Regions from separate parts of the Mus musculus genome. Here region 1 is linked to region 2. A link is a contact called in public promoter capture Hi-C data. All regions are on one chromosome and are shown on one strand. The core of a region is the stretch at or near the end of the contact, and the rest is flanking DNA. Distances in the headings are between cores, read along the strand shown. Region 1 holds the start of Sox21 (SRY (sex determining region Y)-box 21). Region 2 holds the start of Dzip1 (DAZ interacting protein 1).

Region 1 (2,832 bases), core at 278-2,777, 690 kb before region 2:
CGGCGCCCAGGCGCTTGCTGATCTCCGAGTTGTGCATCTTAGGGTTCTCCTGGGCCATCTTCCGCCGCTGAGCCCGCGACCACACCATGAAGGCGTTCATGGGCCGCTTGACGTGGTCCACAGGCTTGGACATGCTGTCGCCGTGCCGCGGCTGCAGCCCGCCGCCGCCGCCACCGGGGCCCTCGGCCTCCGCCCGGAGGAAATCAATGTTGGCTGCCAGAGGGAACCGGCTCAGCGGGCGGCCGTGCGTCCCCGCGTCGTTCCCGCGCGGGAAGAGAGGACCAGACGACCAGCCCTGGGTCGGGGCGCTGCGTCCCGGACCGCTTTGGTCTGTCTGGTCGAGCTCTAAGAAAAAATCCTCTCCGGGACCCTGAAACTTCTCCTCGGTGTCCCCACTCCGCGGTGTCACTCTGCCCTCTGCTTTTTTGTCCTCTGTCCCGTTGCTTTGGCTCGCCAACTCCCTGCAGGTGGCCGCTGCCTGGTTCTGCTCTCCCCTCTCCTCTGTCTTCAGCGCCTTAAAAGCCAAGCAGCCCCGAAAGTTGAGCGGCGGAGGATCCACCAAGTTGAGCCGAGAAGCCCGCCGCCGCGTGCTGCCAAGTGCCAAAGGGGGCTCTCGGCGGCTGGAGTGTTTGGGTTCTCCCCGGTGACTTTCTCATTTGACAGAAGCAGATGGGAGTGGGGGAGGGGTGGCCGCGAAGAGGAAGAGGAGGGGTAGGGTCGGGGCGCGCAGAGCAGGGCGGCGGACAGAAACACAAACACTGCAGCGGCCCGTCTTCTGTGTCGGGGTCAGGGCGCGCTGATGGAACCCCCAATCCTGTAGTTCTGCTGAGGGCTGACGCTGTCCCCGGGCACCTGCCTGGAGAATCTTGCTGCCGGGCTTTGGCACAGGAGAGGAGAGGAAGGAGGCGGGCTGAGGTTTTGAGTTAGCCTGAGTCGCCGGGCCTCAGTGGAGACTGTCCGGGTTCTCCGACTCGCTGCTGCAGGCTGTCCCCGGGGCCATGCTTGCTCCGCTGGCTCCCAGCTTCCCCGGGCGCACTGAAGGTCTCGGGCTCCCGGAGCACTCCAGAAGCGGAGGGCTGCTCGGTGCGGCGCGGCCGGCCAGGCCCGGGCGCCTTCTCCCAGCTCCGGTCGCAGCAGCCAGACACTTGCAACTAACTTCTCCCAAGTTTCCGGCCCGGGCTCAGCCGCGCCCCTCTCGGTGAGCGCGCCTCCGAGCGTGCGCCCGCGTGGGTGCCGCGCCCGCGAGCCCCTGGGTCCCGGCTACTCCGGGCGCCGCAGGCTGGAAGGATGCAGGGATCCAGGTCCTGGAGGAGGACGGGGATTAAAGAAAACGTGCTATATCACCTCAGATCGCAGGTCTGCTCTGGGGCTGCTCCTGCTTTCCCAGCTCCGGGCCCAGGCTTTCGCTCCGCCGCTTCCGAGGCGACTGCAGCCCGGCTCAGGTGAGTGTCGCCACCTGCGAGTGTTGGCGCCGGCAGCGGGCGCTGGGTGTGCATGTCCAGCCGCGGCCGTGTGTGAGTGTGTGTGTATATCCTGGGAGTGCGGAGGAGGAGCCGGGGAGTCCAGGAGGGAGGAGGGACCAGCGGAGCCTCCTCCCGTCCCCCCTCCCAACACTCCTCCTCCTACTCTTTTTTCACTTTGAGTGCAGGTTTAGGCGAGTGGAGTGTCCGCCGCGCGCCGCGGAGTCTGCGCACTGTTTGGAGCTTGGTGTCGCCGGCGGCTCCCCTGTTCTGCCCAGCGCTGCTGGTGCTCTGCTGGCTGCTCTTCCGGGAGGATGAAAGCGGTACACCAGAGGAAAAGAGCTTCAGAAACTGGCGAGGAAGAGGGTTGAGCCTGGGGGTGGGAGTGGGGGAAGAGTCTTTGAAAGTGTTTGAGACTGTTCCGAATGGCAAGAAAGTACTCATTTTCCTTGGAGGGCCAGGTGTGACTCGCAACAGACGCCTCCGGCAGTTTCTTGCCTCATGGTTGCACTCAGAGGTAGTGGAGTGGAAAGTAGCCCAGGATGGACAGAACATTTTTGGCAAGCCTTTGGAAAAGGAATGAGCCTAGGTTGAGCCCGCATCCCCTTCTGAATACACAGCTTTTTTAAACAGTTGTCTTCTGTCTTGTTTTGCCTTCTTTTAATTCTGGTCGTCAGAGCTATCTCTGTGTTGTTTCTTTAACGTTTGCAGTCTCTCAACGATAGGGCAAAGCTGCTTCAAATCAAAAGCATAAATCATTTCTCTAAATAAAAATTTTAAAAATGTTCTACTCTGACAGTTTTTATGCTGTTGAGCCAGTTTTCTTGCTTGGTAGTTAGAGCTATTATAATTGACGCTATACACAATCAAAAATCAAATAGCACCCCCGAATATTCCTGGGGAACCCCCCTCCTCAGGGACTTTGTGTTTCAGGCAGATTACTTGTCTTCCTTTGGCTGTTTGCAAGTAACACATTCGTATACACGGTTAGCTTTTTTTAAAATGTCTTTTTGCAATTTATGTCCAGTTTGTACACACACGGGACCTTTGAACCATTGATTTGTAATCAGGGCATTAACATGAATTGGTTTGCACTCCTATTTATTTAAGAATTGGGCTTGTTTTGTTGCTCATTTAAATTGAAGAAGGCGATGGCTTTTGAAATGTTTGTTGTGATAACAGACATGCCAGTCAGCAGTGGCATGTTAAGTGGGTTTCTGTTTTCCTTAGCTGTCATGTTTGTAAATGCTTATTTTGTATTGTTTTTGCTCTCCTGTTGCTAAAACAATTGAACTGATTCCTCTAGAATCATAATTCTTTACCTCACTTTTGTAGACACTGTCATTCAGACTCTGGGTGGTGCGATGCTAAG
Region 2 (2,969 bases), core at 12-2,511:
CACATGAAAGTGTCCAGGAAATAAAACATACACTTCATATAAGGCACACATTCACAAGATTCTGAGGCAATAAGAAAATCACATTTTACTGCAACCTAGCACAGAAGCCCTAAGAATATAGACCGTTTTAAAGACTGGTTCTTTCATGTATTTGATGCCTAGCTTAGAACACATCTGCTGACCTTAGCCCTCAGTTTCCCCGTGTGGGTTACGGACCTGGCAGGTTTGTGGATTCTGGGCTCCATCCACTGGGCTGGCAGGATCAGCGGGAACAGGGGAGGTGTGTCGCTCACCGCTGTGTTTCAAGCACCTAGTGCAGAAAGGAAAGGGCGTTTAGAATGTGCTTGGTTAATTAAACAAAAAACAAAAATCAAAAAAACGGTCGACTGACTTAGGTGTTCAGTAAAAAAGATAATGGCTCCAGGCCCATACCCTCCTATTTTCTTTGCCTTTGCCTTGCTAAACGGGTGAACCTTTGCTCTGTTCCAAAGGCTCTCTAGCTGAACCTGGGAGAGGCTCCCGCGCTTCCGCAGCAGACCCAGTAAGAACCGGTGCAGGCCCAAGGTCTTGGCAGTCCATGAGCTTAGGGCATCTGCGGTTAGCCATCCTTACCCCCTAGGTCGAATCCTCCACAAGATGGCCGGAACAGGAAGGCAGGGGGCATACTTTCCTGTTCCCCTACTCCCACCCCAGACTGGGTTCCCAATCCTGTGCAGCCTATGTTCTGGGCACACTGCACTGTACTGCTGGCCTGATGAACCCGAAAAGACAAAGGCTTGGGAAGCCGGGTTGAGGGGAGCTGCAGATCTGCAGTCTTGCGGATCTCAGCAGACAGAATAGGGAAGAAGGCCCGACTTCGCCAACAGAGATGCGAGATGCTCTGTGTGGCTGAAGTCCGGCGGACGCCCGGAGCATCCTAGACCTCGGCTCACCCCAGCTGCGCGCTCCTGGGCGAAAGCCGGGCGCTGCAAGGCACGGGGAGTCACGGGGGATCCAGATCCCGGGATTGCTGCTGGCGCAGAGGCGGGGCTCGCCGAGGCCGAGGAGCAACTGAGCAGCAAGAGGCAGGCGGCTCCTTCTTCCAGGGCGCAAGATAAAGCGTGTCTGGTCCGGGCAAGTTGTGACGAGGCGGGTAGCCCAGCGTCGCTCCTTGTCCTCCCAGGCTCCAGGCCGTGGGTGGTTAAGGCTGCCCCACCCCCCTCCCGCCCCCTCCCCTCTACGGTCTTCTGGTGGCCTCTTCTCTCCGCTTACCCGGCTCCTCTGGCAGCTGGGCGGGACCGCCCGCGCCTAGACCGCAGCACTAAAAAAACGCTCCTCCAATCCCGCAGCTGCTGCAGACACGTGATGCTACGCTGAGCTCTGTTGCTGGCTCTGGGTGCTAGCCCCGGGAAGACTTTTTCAAAAAGAACCCAGATTCACTTCTACAGGGTAGTAATTCTCTCTTTCAGCTCGCTGATTCCTCTGAAGGGCAGCTGTGATTTTTCTTCCCAGAAAAGTTGCATTTTAGCTGGAGATGCCTGCAGATAAAAGAGAGCTTCAAGGGTCTAATGCGGATGTGCTCTAGAGCTAAGAAAAGGTGTGAGCGCCTCTTTAACCTGAAGTTGGAACTATGATCCTGCTGGAGAGGAAGGATCCCCGTATGCTCAATAGTGCCTCTCATAAAAACACCCTATCTAAGGGGATGATATTCACTCACGATGAGTGTTGGATTCTGAAACTAACAAGATGACAGAGCAGAAGTCGGCAGGAACTAGGTTTTTAACACACTTGATGGAAGTCCGTATTCTGCCTTGAGAAGGCTAGGCTGATGGGTTCCATGGCAGGCTTCAGATTAGCAGTTAAGGAGACTAGGCCTAAATCTCTGTTTTTAAGAACTGGGCAATTGGTCCAGGCAAGTCCAGGCCTCAGAAGCTGCCCTGACAGCTGGTCTGAGGCAAGGACAATGGGTCAGCAACAATTTCCAGACCTCCCCAGCTCCCACACCCTGGTAATGGAATGCCCATAGAGATGGACCTAACAGATGGAGGTCACCTACCTCAGCATCCCTTAATGTGCTTTAAATCCGGCCTGCGAGCTCACTTGGTTGACTCTCCATCTTGGAAGTGGGAGAGCCCAGCATGGTGGACTTCTGCAGAATAAAACATTCTGCGTTTACATACTATTTGAGTCCAGGGTATCATTCTTTGGCAAATCATGGACCCTTGCAACCTGAAAACTATCTTATAGCTGGTCTTTCAGTTAACTGAGATCTATTTAAATTCAATTCGAAGAATTAGAAGAAATCACAAATGCGGGAGATATTAGCACAAAATAATGTGCTGGTTAGTTTTCATCAACTTGACATTAACTATGGTCACCTAGGAATACAGAACCTAATTAAAGAATTGCCTCCATCAGATTGGCCTGCAGGCATGTCTGTGGGGCATTTCCTGTGTTACTGTTTGATATGGGAGGGCTCAGCTCACTGTGGGTGGTTCCACTTTTGGGCAGGTGATCCTGAATTCATTCTCCCCCTCCTCCTCTCCCCCTCCCCTCCCCCTTCCCCTCCCTTCCCCCTCCCCCTCTCCCATCTGATTGAACTTGAGGAGTAAGCCAGTAAGCAGCACTTCTCAGAGGTCTCTGCTTCAGATTCTGCCTCCAGGTTCCTTCTTAAGTAACTACCCGGGCTTCCCTTCTTGATAGATTGTGTTCTGATAACCAAGCCAATGTAAAGCAAGTGAGCCCTTTCCTTCCCAGGTTGCTTTTGGTCACAGCTGTTGTTATGGTTTATGTATGTTCAGCCCAGGGAGTGGCACTATTAGAAGATGTGGCCCTGTTGGGGTAGGTGTGGCCTTGTTGGAGTAGGTGTGCCACTGTGGGTATGGGCTTTAAGACCCCCATCTAGCTGCCTGGAAGCCAGGATTCTGCTAGCAGCTTTCAGATGAAGATGTAGAATTCTCAGTTCCTCCTGCACCATGCCTTCCTGGATG

What was found. Promoter capture Hi-C pulls out the DNA fragments that hold promoters and counts their contacts.
Region 1: a contact with region 2 is called in a promoter capture Hi-C map of embryonic stem cells, with 4 times the contacts expected there. The contact joins the promoter of Sox21 here to the promoter of Dzip1 in region 2. A contact is called at or near these places in 1 of 39 promoter capture datasets (embryonic stem cells), 1 of 15 datasets of contacts at CTCF or cohesin (large pre-B cells), 5 of 484 Hi-C or Micro-C datasets (LSK cells and embryonic stem cells), 7 of 115 datasets of contacts at active chromatin or transcription factors (embryonic limb bud, embryonic stem cells and stem cell-derived neural progenitor cells) and 3 of 9 other capture datasets (embryonic stem cells, liver and macrophages).

What each region holds. Positions count from the first base shown.
Region 1 is chr14:118,235,503-118,238,334 of GRCm38.p6, forward strand. Sox21 (SRY (sex determining region Y)-box 21) reads right to left here and starts at 1,528. Exons shown (of 1, transcript NM_177753.3): 1 at 1-1,528. The coding sequence starts at 133. It overlaps Gm4675 (predicted gene 4675), which reads left to right and starts at 730. Exons shown (of 3, transcript NR_131969.1): 1 at 730-1,442.
Region 2 is chr14:118,924,209-118,927,177 of GRCm38.p6, forward strand. Dzip1 (DAZ interacting protein 1) reads right to left here and starts at 1,262. Exons shown (of 22, transcript NM_025943.3): 1 at 933-1,262; 2 at 217-310.